Regions from separate parts of the Sus scrofa genome. Here region 1 is linked to region 2. A link is a contact called in public HiChIP or PLAC-seq data. All regions are on one chromosome and are shown on one strand. Each heading gives the region's core, a stretch centred on a gene start, on an enhancer-like site or on the middle of the called end of the contact. The rest is flanking DNA. Distances are from core to core; before and after follow the strand shown. Region 1 holds the start of MLYCD (malonyl-CoA decarboxylase, mitochondrial). Region 2 holds the start of DNAAF1 (dynein assembly factor 1, axonemal).

Region 1 (5,781 bases), core at 2,746-5,245, 220 kb before region 2:
CATAAGGCAGGAATCTTCATTTTAGCACAGGCAGGATCCTGGGGTGGAAAGAGCACAGGCTTTGGAGTGATCTCAGAGAGACAGCCGTAAGCCATGGCTTGACGCGAGATCCTAAGTCCTTGCTCAGGAGTTGAACCTGGGCAGCCTGGGTGAGGACCAGGAATCCTAGAATTGCCCTGATTCTTGCCCTCTGTTTCAAGGAAGCAAAGACGGTAAAAACAGGTCCTGGCTTATCGTCAGAAACACTGCCCCGCAGAGACGTAGTCTGTTTGTCTAGGGCAGAAGGAAAGCAGTAGCGGCACCCTAAGGGGAAATACGGTGTGAGTGTCCCCCTCGGAGGAGAGCGCCACGGCGCCGAGGTCATCACTTAGGCAGAACAGGTCTTTCGGGTCCTCGTTTATCTTTGGCCCGTTATCCTGTTTCTTTCTCACACCTGACTGCAGCTGCACGCCCATCTTCTTTTGGCGCAGATGATTCCAGAGCAAAGGGGTTTGGAGCAGCATCAGGACTTGCTGTGGTCTGGCACGCCCTCCCTTGCTGACTCCTAGGAGTCTTTCTACCCAGGTGTCACGGGGGAGGTCTCCTTGAGCCCAGGAGCGATTGAACTGGTCGTCTTTTTCTTCCAGCAGAGCTCAGCTCCTGCCATGAACTTTCTCCCGGATGTGTCAAAGAGAAGCCAGGCCGAGTTTCTTCGGCCTAACAAGTCCCAGCTGTTCTCAGCCCAGAGGCACCTGCACCCCCTAGCTCAAGACCAGCCTGGTCCAGATGGTCCTTCCACATGCCACTCGGGAAGAGACTCAGGGACCACTGCTGCATGTGCTCCTGTGAGCCCTTGGGCAGGTCCCTGTATCTCTCTGTGCCTCTGTTTCCACCTCCATCAAATGGGAGTAATAGTTCTGGCCCCAGAGGGTCATGGGGAGGCCTCACTAAGATAACACACTGAAGTGCTAAGAACAGGGATGGCATTTAGTCAGTGCTAAGAGAAGTGGTGGTACTCTTAGTGTACAGAGGACAGTGACGGGCTCAGCCAGCGCCTGTCCACGTGTCTCCCCTCACAGGCACGGGGGGCATCAGTTACTGACGGCTGTGTGACTAAGGAAGGGAAGGGTCCCCTCCCCACCGGTCCCTGGGTGCCCTGTGGGTTCCCAAACAAGAAAGCCCTGCCCCAGAGCCTCCTTGCCCCGCCACGCTGCCCACCATCTCTTCTCAACAGACTCTTTGATGCTGCCCTCATCCTTTGTCCTAGATCGATGCTTTTTCTCTGAAAGCACAGAGACATCCTGGCTGGGTTTTCCTCTTGACTCCCCTGCATTTGGTATCAAGCCCTACAAATTCCCTCTAGCCTCTCCCTAACCATGGCAGAAAGCTCACTCCCAGAAGGTGGGCCTATCTGAAGCGGGGGTGTGTGTAGAGGCTGTAGACAGAGGGTGATGCCAGCCACTGCCAACAATAGTGCCACCAAAGACAACCTCCCCCTACCCTTCCTGTGTGTGTCTTCCCAGAGTTTAAAAATGGGAGTTCCCATCGTGGTTCAGTGGTTAATGAATCCGACTCGAAACCATGAGGTTGCGGGTTTGATCCCCGGCCTCAGTCAGTGGGTTAAGGATCCGGTGTTGCCGTGAGCTGTGGTGTAGGTCACAGATGTGGCTCGAATCTGGCATTGCTGGGGCTGTGGCATAGGCCAGCAGCTACAGCTCTGATTAGGCCCCGAGCCTGGGAACCTCCCTATGCCACAGGTGCGGCCCTAGAAAAGACCAGACAACAACAACAACAAAAAACTAAATAAATAAAAACGGATCCCTGGGAGCTCCATGGTGGCTCAGCAGGTGAAAGACTGAACATTGTCACTGCTGTGGCTCAGGTCACTGCTGCGGCATGGGTTCAATTCCCGCTCTGGAACTTCCACAGGCTGCAGCAGCAAAAAAAAATAAAAACAAAACCAAGCGTATTCCTTACTCTGGGCGCCTCCAGGACACAGAGGAAGTAATATTGTTATCAAACGCAAGTCTATGTGCCTGATACACTTTGAGTCCAAACAATACCTAAGCACTGGAGCTTGGAGCAGAGAAAGGTTATTGCAGGGCCATGCAAGGAGACAGGTGGCTCATGCCTTGAAAAGCCCAAGCTTTCTGAAGGCTTTCAGCAAAGCCTTTTACAGGCAAGGTGAGGTAAGGTGTTCTTTGTGTTCCTCCTTTGTTCTGGTAGCTGTCCATGTAGGTCAGGTCATGTGATCAGGTCGTGGTTTGGCTCTTCTGTATCTTTCAAGCGATGGGCAATATTCTTTTATGAAAGATGCGGAGCATGACTAAGCACAGCCAACAGAGCACAAAGGTGAAAGTAACAGGAAGAGCTCTATTATGGAGTCATGCTGTTCTTCCCTATTCCAATATGAGGTAGGGAGAGAGAGAAGACAGGACTGGTGAGGGGAGCAGGGGCCGTAGGTGCCAGCTTCTGCCAGTTATGCTAAAGCATTTGCTTGTTGAATAAGTGAGGAACACAGAAGACGGATCGTTTAGAAAGATCACCCAGTGGCTGAGGCAGAGAATGGACCGGAGCAGTCAGACCTAGAAGCAGAGAGGATACCTCTGTGGTCCTGGTGAGAAGTGACACAGGCTACAGAATCAGTGGGCCAGAGAGAAAATTAATGCAGTGTTTTGGGGTGGGTTTTTTTTTGTTTGTTTTTGTTTTTTCTTTGTTTGTTTGTTTGTTTTTGACTGCCCCGCAGCCTCTGGAATTCCTGGGCCAGGGATCAGATCCAAGCTGCAGTCAAGACCTAAGCTGAAGCTGCAGCAACACTGGTTCCTTAACCCATTGTGCCGGGCTGGGGATCGAACCTGCATCCCAGCCCTCTCAAGACACTGCTAATAGCACGTTGTGCCACAGCAGGAACACAGGAGTCTTTTTAAAGTAGGATCAATAAAACTTAGATGGCGGGACAAAGAGCAGGCAGAGGTTACAAAAATGGTTCTTTGGGGACTTCCCTGATGGTCTGGTGGTTAGGATTTGCCACTGCTACCACTGTGGCCTGGGTTCAGTCTTAGTTCTGGGAGCTGAGATCCCACATCAAGCTGCCGAAGGCTGTGGGAAAAAAACAAACAAAAAAAACCACCCCACCCCCCAAAAAAAACCCACAACACACACACACACACACACACACACGAACAACGCTCATCATGAACTTGGAAGAATGGATAGGACAGCTTCTCCCCATCTCCCCTGCTTCTCTACACGTAACTAGCCTGTGGTCTCAGTTTACGGTCACGTTCTCAGAGAGGCCTTCCCTAATGCCCCTGTCCACAGTAGGAAGTCCATGCCAGCCCGGCTACCTCACGGCACCCTGTTTTTCCCTTAGAGCATTTGTCACCATTTGTAGTTATGTATCCTCTGTCTCCATTGTAAAACTGTAACTCCGTGGAGCAGCTTCGGGTCTGTCTGGTTCATTTTTATCCCCGTGCCCAGTGTGGGACGTGGCACATACCAGGTGGTTAATAAATACTCTGTCGAATGAATGAATGAGGACCAAGGGAGGAGGGGCAGGTTGGGGAACAAGAGGCTTAGGAGAGCCCTGTACACCGCTTTCTGTAGAAGTGAGAACCCGCCCTTCATTAGGCAGGGGTCAAGACAAAGCCTCCCTCGCCAGGGAAATACACCATGAATACTTGCTAGGCAGATTTCTCGGCTTCCCCCCAGGCAAACTGGATCAGAATCTCCGCAGTGGGGCCAGCAATCTGTGTCCGTTAATACGTTCCCTAGGCGGCTGTGCTGTTCCCTGGGGTTGGAGAGCTTGGCCCTAGAGGAGAGGGAATGAGGCGGTGACTTCCTATGGCCAAGTGACAGGGCGAGGGGCCAACGCCGCCGCCGCTCCGCCCTCGGATTGGTCCCCTCCAGGCTTACCTTTGGCCACACTTGGCCCGGAGCACCGCGCTCCGCCTCATCCCCGCCGCTCGGCCCTCCGATTGGCCGCCGCCCCGCCCGTCCCCCGGGCTCGGCCAATGGGACGGGCGCGTGCCGGAAGCCGGAAGCCCCAAAAAAGTGGTGGTGTATCCCTAGCAGCTGTCGCCCCGTGCCATGCGAGTCCTCGGGACCGGCCTGTCAGCTGGGCGCCTCCTCGGGTTGTGGCTACCCCCAAGGCCGCCGCGGCCACCCGGACCCAGGCTGTCGAACGGGCGGGCAGCGGCAGCCGGCGCCCTGAAGCGGGCCATGGACGAGCTGCTGCACCGCTCTGTGCCAGCGATGCCAGCCTACGAGCTGCGCGAGAAGACGCCGGCGCCGGCTGAAAACCAGTGCGCGGACTTTATGAGCTTCTACGGCAGCCTGGCCGAGGCATCCGAGCGCGCCGAGCTGTTGAGCCGCCTGGCGCGGGGCTTCGGCGTGGACCACAGCCAGGTGGCCGAGCAGAGCGCCGGCGTACTCCAGCTTCGCCAGCAGCCGCGGGAGGCTGCCGTGCTGCTGCAGGCCGAGGACCGGCTGCGCTACGCGCTGGTGCCGCGCTACCGCAGCCTCTTCCATCACATCAGCAAGCTGGACGGCGGCGTGCGCTTCCTGGTGCAGCTGCGGGCCGACCTGCTCGAGGCGCAGGCTCTCAAGCTGGTGGAGGGGCCTCATGTCCGGGTAAGGCCCCGCCCGGACCGCCCCTGGGACCGCCCATCTCGGTGGTCCGTCCCCACCCCACCCCCACCTCCGGGTGTGGTTCAAAGCTGCCCCTCGAGCCTCAAACACTCCATCTTCCCATGCCTGGAGCCTTGCACACCTAGCCCTAAGTCGCAGTCTCTGAACCCTGACCCCTGTCTTCCCAGGCTTTCTGAATCCTTGCCTTCTGCTAGTCTGGCCTCCCTTCAGTCTATAGAAACTCGCTTACTCTTAAGGTGACTGTCACGCCTCTTGGCTGGTGAGCGTGCTCCATAGTCTCTTTTCTACTTTACCTGAGAGGTTTCACCTCTTTGGTACCCTTGATGTGTCAGGCAGCTTTTCTGAAAGCCTGGATAGGGAGTTTCCTTGTGGCTGAATGGGTTAAGGATCCCGCATTGTCACTGCTGTGGTTCCATCCTCTGCCTGAGAACTTCTCATCTGCACACATGGTGCAAAACAAACAAAAACAACCTGGATGTGGTTAGCAAAAGTTCATTGCAGCACCCACTATGTGTAAGCCCTTGTCCTGAGCAGTCCTGTGAAATGCACAGAAGTGCCTAGAAGTTGAGGTCTAGGAGTCCGATGGCCTTCTGTCTTGTCTCTGCCAGTCACTTTGGGCAGGGTGTTTTACCTTCCTGAGTTCAGCCCAGAAATGGGACTCGAACTTGTCTTCTGGAGATAATCAGGCTCTTCGCACAGTGAGGTCTTGTTAGATGTGAATAAATACTTAAAGATTTCAATAATGATGGCTTGAAAGGTGGCTGGTAGTTGAAGATAGTCCTTTTGTGCTATTGATATGAAATACGATGGGACCACTCACCGGCTCGTTTAGTGAACCAGAACTTACATGAAGGGTTGGGGATGTTCTGACATGCAGACCTCTTGTTAGGTGCAATTGGCTGTTTAAAAAAATCAAGCATTTGAACGATTACGTCCTAATTCTTTTAAGCACTCTTAACACTGGCAGAGCGTTTTCATGTTCACCGCTGCACTCTTGGGTCCGTGATGAGCGTGTTGTCTTTTCCAGTAAAGGAACCGGGTCCTGTGAACTCTCATGACTTTGCCCAGAACTCAGGGCAAAGAAGTTATGTCTTTGATCATCCGTCTGAATGCAAATTTCTGGTTCTTTGGGGTACACTTTATATCCTCATC
Region 2 (5,617 bases), core at 2,264-4,763:
TTATCCACAGTCGTGTGCTGCCAAGCCTGTGGGCCAGCTCTCAGTCTTGTTCCCCCACGAGGAGGGGACCACGGAACAGAACAGAGGAGTCGGGCCTCCAACCCAGCTCGGCTGGTCTCTCAACTCTGCCCACCAGACCCCCTCACAACTGGTTGGGGTGGGACAGGTCATCACAATATTTAAAACTGGAGTTCCAGGAGTTCCCGTCGTGGCTCAGTGATTAATGAACCAGACTAGCATCCGTGAAGACGCAGGTTCGATCCCTGGCCTCGCTCAGTGGGTTAAGGATCCGGTATTGCCGTAAGCTGTGGTGTAGGTCGCAGAGGGGCCTCGGATCTGGCATGGCTGTGGCTGTGGTGTAAGCTGGCAGCTATAGCTCCGATTCGACCCCTAGACTGGGAACCTCCATATGCCACAAGTGGAGCCCTAAAAAGCAAAAATAATTTAAAAAATTAAATTGCAGTTCCACCAGACAGCTACCTTATACATTTATCATTGGTTAGATTTTTTTTTTTAAGTCACAGAGAATCAAAGGTTTGAAGGCACTCTAGGTGTGAAATACAACTTATCATTCCACAGAGGCAGCTCAAGATGCACATACCTGACTCACAGAGACCAAACTCACAAGAAACTGATGAATAAACAAATAAATAGTCTTTTTAGGGCCTCACCTGCAACATAGAGAGGTTCCCAAGCTAGAGACTGAATTGGAGCTACAGCTGCCAGCCTACGTCACAGCCACAGCAAATCGGTATCTGACCCGCATCTGTGACCTACCCCACAGCTCATGGCCACACCGGATCCTTAACCCACTGAGCAAGGTCAGGGATCGAACCTGCATCCTCCTGGATGCTAGTCAGATTCCTTTCTGCTGAGCCACTAGGGGAACTCCCGAAACGGATAAATTTAAATACCAGTTTAGTTGTGAATGATAAAAAAAAAAAAAAAACAGCCAAGAAGCCTAAAGATGCATGGTCCTTAGCCTGTGGGCAAGTCTACATGGAAAACCAAACTACTAGAAGAGCAAAGAAGAGAACAGGAAGTGTTGGAGGCTAAGGACCCCGCCCGCCCAAGGAAGCCAGGGCACCAGGGAGCAGAGGGGAGGCAGAGCCTGGCACTGCCTAAGGCCACCTGCCAGGCACTGGTGACACCACTGTGCTCACGGCATGGGGGCGTGCACCCCGGGGTGGACACAGGGCTGGGAGGGGAGCCCAGGTCGTGAGGTGCTTTGCACCGAGCAGAAGTGCTGGACTTAGTCTCTGGGCGAGTCCCTTACGCCAAAGGCGGGAGCCAAGTGGGTCTGGTACAGAAGACAGCAGGTGGCAGTGGTGGAGGTATGGTGACAGCACGGCGGGAAGTGAGGAGCCTGGGCCCCCGGCCCTCCAGATGGGGACGAGGCAAAGGTGGACTGAGAGTGCGAGGCTCTGTGACCCAGTCCCAGCTGCTCCTCACACACCCCAGACACCTTCGCCCCCTGGCTCGCACCTCGATGGGCCAGAAGGGGCCAATAATCGGAAATCACACGTCCCTGCCCTCCTTGTCACCCCCTTCCCCACCCGTGTAAGGACAAGGTGGAACATAATGCCTTTCTAAGGAAAGGAGAAATCAGGACGCCCCCCTCGCCCCCCGCACCATCCAACTCTAGGAAAGCTCAAGGAAGCACAGTTTGAAAGGAGTTTACTGCCCATTTAGGTCGAGAAGGCTCTCGAGCTTTACAGAGATGCCAGGCTGCATGTGGCTTGCTCTGGGGCTGGACCAGCTCACTGCTGCGTGGCTGGGTACTAGTCTAAAGCTCAGAGGAACCCACTCCTGGTCTCTGTACAAGCTGCCTGTTCAAGTTCCTCTAAAGCTTTGTTTCCTGGCCTCCACAGGAAACTAAAACATCAGTGAACAACACAGGAAAACAGAACTGTCCCCCGAACAGGAAAAGCAGCGCAATGCCTTACTGTCTGTGAGGCACTTCTGCTTCTACAGGGCACCCCTCGCCAGTGCTAACTCCTCAGACACCCGAAGGTCTCCCCGGCAAAGACTTCGGGTCACTGTGAGTCGTGCAGGTTCATCCTCGGTGAAACAGGTACCCCCCTTGTGAGTGATGCTGACGGGGGAGGCGCTGCGTGTGTGGGAGGGAGCAGGTGCTATAGATGGAAATCTCTCTACCTTCCTGTCAATTGTATCATAAACCTAAAGCTGCTGAAAAAAGGTCTTTAAAAAAAATAACCCTTTGAAGGGACATTACAACTATAAAAGCATCATCTGAAAATTATGGTCAAAAGTCCAAGGAGCAAAGTCATCTCTTCAAAGCGCATCTGCTGCGCCTGTAACATTATCCTGACCTACGGTTTCGCTGAGTCAACCCCACAGGGAAAAAGGCAGTCAGATCTGAGATGAAAACCCTGAGCCACCAGAGCTCCGGGAGCAGCGGCTTGGCTGAAACACAGGCGTCACCAGGCTCTCCAAATGCCACCTGGTGGGGGATGGTCCACGAACACAAAAGGCGGACTGGCCACAATGTTGTCAGAGAAAACAAAGCGAGTCTCAGGCGGAAAAGGCATTTAAAGCACCACCGAACAAAAGGGAGCGGCGTCGTAAACGCTGGCCCCTCTGCTGGGACCACGTCCTGCTCTTCACACCTCGGAAACATGTCGCCTTAGGCAGCAAGGGGTCTCTGCAGGTTAGGATCCTGCGATGGGAGATTAGCCCGGATTATCCAGGTGGGTCCAATGTGATCACACGTGTCCTTATTAGAAGGTGGCAGAAGGGTCAGAGTCAGAGAAGAAAATGTGCCCAAGAAGCAGAGGCGGAGAGAGTGCGGAGGTCAGAGCACAGAGGTCAGAGGCTGCTGGACTGGCAGATGCTGAGAGGGGCCACAGGTCAAGGAATGCAGGCACCTCCAGAATCTGGCAAAGGTCAAGAAACTGATTCTCCCCAGAATCTCTTTGCTGACACCTTGACTTTAGCCCAGAGAGACTGACCTGAGACCCCTAACCTCCAGAACTGCAAGAGAATAACCAGATCTTGTTTTAAACTACCAGGTTTGTGGTGATTTGTGCTAACAGCCACAGGAAGTTCCGATGGGCAGAGGGACAAATGATGATCGGTCCAGTTTTTAGGACAAAAAAGAGACAAGTTGCAAATCTAGCAACATCCCTCAAACCAAAACCTTCAAGTGTCATGGGGAAGCAGAAATACCCTGAGAGATTCCTAAGATCTTGGACTCGCTGAGGGGGTCTTCGGCCTCCTCGACGACAGCTGGCAGAGTCCAACCTTTCACTAAGGCTCCAGGGTCAGGGGTTTTATGTTCATTAACATTTTTTTTTCCCCCAGAGAAGTCTTGCTTCTTTCACACATAGCCTGGACCTGCCTTGCTCTCAGCACTCAAACCGGAGCTGTCCTTGTAAGGCCAGCCCAAGGCCCATCTCCCCAGCTCAGGCCCGGCACTCACTGATAAGGTTCCGGCCACGGCCAGGCCCTGGGCAAGAATGAAGCCCGAGTCTCTCGTCCTTTCCCGGGCCCACCCTGCACCATCTGAGCTCCCTCCGCTCTCGCCCACGGGGCACGTGAGTGTTTAGTTTGTCTCTTTCTTGGTTCCCCAAGAGAGCACAGGCCTCCTGAGGGCAGGAGACACATCTGAGACTACCTTTTCTTTTTCTTTTTGCCTTTTCTAGAGCCACTCCTGTGACATATGGAGGTTCCCAGGCTAGGGGTCCAATCGGAGCTGCAGCCACCGGCCTGCGCCAGAGGCACAGCAACTCAGGATCCAAGCCATGTCTGCGACCCACACCACAGCTCATGGCAACGCCGGATCCTTAACCCACTGAGCAAGGCCAGGGATCGAACCCGCAACCTCATGGTTCCTCATCGGATTCGTTAACGACTGCGCCACGACGGGAACGCCTAAGACTACTTTTTCTGTAATGTAAGCAAACTGAGAAATACACACACGAGCTGGAAAACGTCTTACACACAGTTCAAAGAACAGTAAACCAAACACCCACACAGCCACCTGACTTCACAGACAAAAGCAGAGTCTCAGGCGCCCTGATGCTTCTTCTCTGATCCCAGCCCTTCCGCCACCCTGGGGGTGACCACACTCCTAAATTCTGGCATCATCGTTCCCTTGCTTTTGCATTCATTTTTGAACAGTTGTACTATTATCACCCCTGCACGGATTGTGAAATAACAGTATTACATCTTGCCTGGTTTTGACTGTCCCATGAAGGAACCAAAACCACGCACATCCCTGGATGACTGGTTTTTTGCACGTGGTGTTGTCTGCGAGACTCTGGAGCTGCAGGCCACAGGTGCCACCGCTGTGTGATCCATCTACCCGCTCTCCTGCTCGCGGGCACCAGCATTGTTCTTGCCGGTTCTGGCTTTACAATCACGAACAGCGCTGCCATGAACATTCCTGCACGTGTTGTCCTGGCACAGGAGTTTCTGGAAGGGACAGGCCTACGAGCGGAACTGCGGGGCCACAGGGCATCCACACGTTCCACGAGAAGCTGCCAAAGCGGCTGAACCCACTCACACACCCACCAGCAGCAAGTGTGCGCTCACACTGCCTCCTCGCAACGGCTGGCAGGGTCCAACGGTTCACCTGCCAGAGGCTGGCTGTGAAACAGGATCTCCCAGTGGTTTTCGTTTACATTTCCTGACTACTACCGAGGGGAATGACACTCTGCTGATATGTATGCGCTGCTGGTCTTTTCCCATCTGGGAAATATCTGTTTTAGCTTTTGGCCTTTTTTCTTCCTTTTCTGTCAGAGTTACAAGAATTCTTTCTATATTCTACATGCTAGTGCTCTGTATGTTTTGTCTCTTTACAGTGCTTTTAAATAAACTGAATGTCTTAACTTTACTGTCGTCAAATTCATCAATCTTCTTCCTGCACAGTTTGTGCTTGTCATGTTCTGGTTGCGGAATCCCATCTTAGCCCCAGGTCGTCAAGACGTTTTCCTGTACTATGTTCTAAAATTTGCCTACAAATTTGCTTTTCAGCCTTAAGTCCTGAATCTCCCCTCACTGCCTGACGGGGTGAGGCTGCGATCACATCCATCTCTGCTCGGCCTCCTTCCGCCTGGCACGGTGCTATTTCTCTCATAAACAGAAGCAAATAATGCTTTGGGTTCAAAGCTCAAATTTCACTCTCAGGGAGAAAGAACTCGGGACGCTTCTCAAACTCTGGATCAGCACTCTGACCAAGTTCTTCCTGGTGTTTCATGACTGCGTGGAATCTCCTTACCTTCCTTAGCACATGTTTGGGATAGCACGAACCTGAGCTGATGGGGGGCTGCGTGGAGGGAGCAGAACATGGGAGTTCTCATCCAAGATCGGACAGCCCTCAGTTTCAGGTCTCCATGGCTGCGGTAGGAATTAAAATAATAACAGCACCCACTCCCCGGTACAGACCCAAGATAAGTGAAAACTGAGGCTCATGCAAAAACTTGCACGGCCATGTTCATGGCAGCATTACTTACTCACTAGCTAAGAAGTGGAAACATCCCAGATGCAACAACAGATGATGGATACACAAAACGTGGCCTCTCCACGTAAGGGAATGTTAGTCAGCAATAAAAAGAATGAAGTAGGAAAAAAGAAAAAAAAAAAGAATGAAGTA

Evidence for each region. HiChIP or PLAC-seq counts read pairs in DNA pulled down with a chosen protein or histone mark.
Region 1: an H3K27ac HiChIP or PLAC-seq map of alveolar macrophages shows a contact between it and region 2. The contact joins the promoter of MLYCD here to the promoter of DNAAF1 in region 2. A contact is called at or near these places in 1 of 5 promoter capture datasets (liver) and 1 of 2 datasets of contacts at active chromatin or transcription factors (alveolar macrophages).

What each region holds. Positions count from the first base shown.
Region 1 is chr6:4,696,912-4,702,692 of Sscrofa11.1, reverse strand. MLYCD (malonyl-CoA decarboxylase, mitochondrial) reads left to right here and starts at 3,995. Exons shown (of 5, transcript XM_021093741.1): 1 at 3,995-4,611. The coding sequence starts at 4,069.
Region 2 is chr6:4,481,537-4,487,153 of Sscrofa11.1, reverse strand. DNAAF1 (dynein assembly factor 1, axonemal) reads left to right here and starts at 3,513. Exons shown (of 9, transcript XM_021093733.1): 1 at 3,513-5,617. All of the region lies in intron 1 of HSDL1 (inactive hydroxysteroid dehydrogenase-like protein 1), which reads right to left.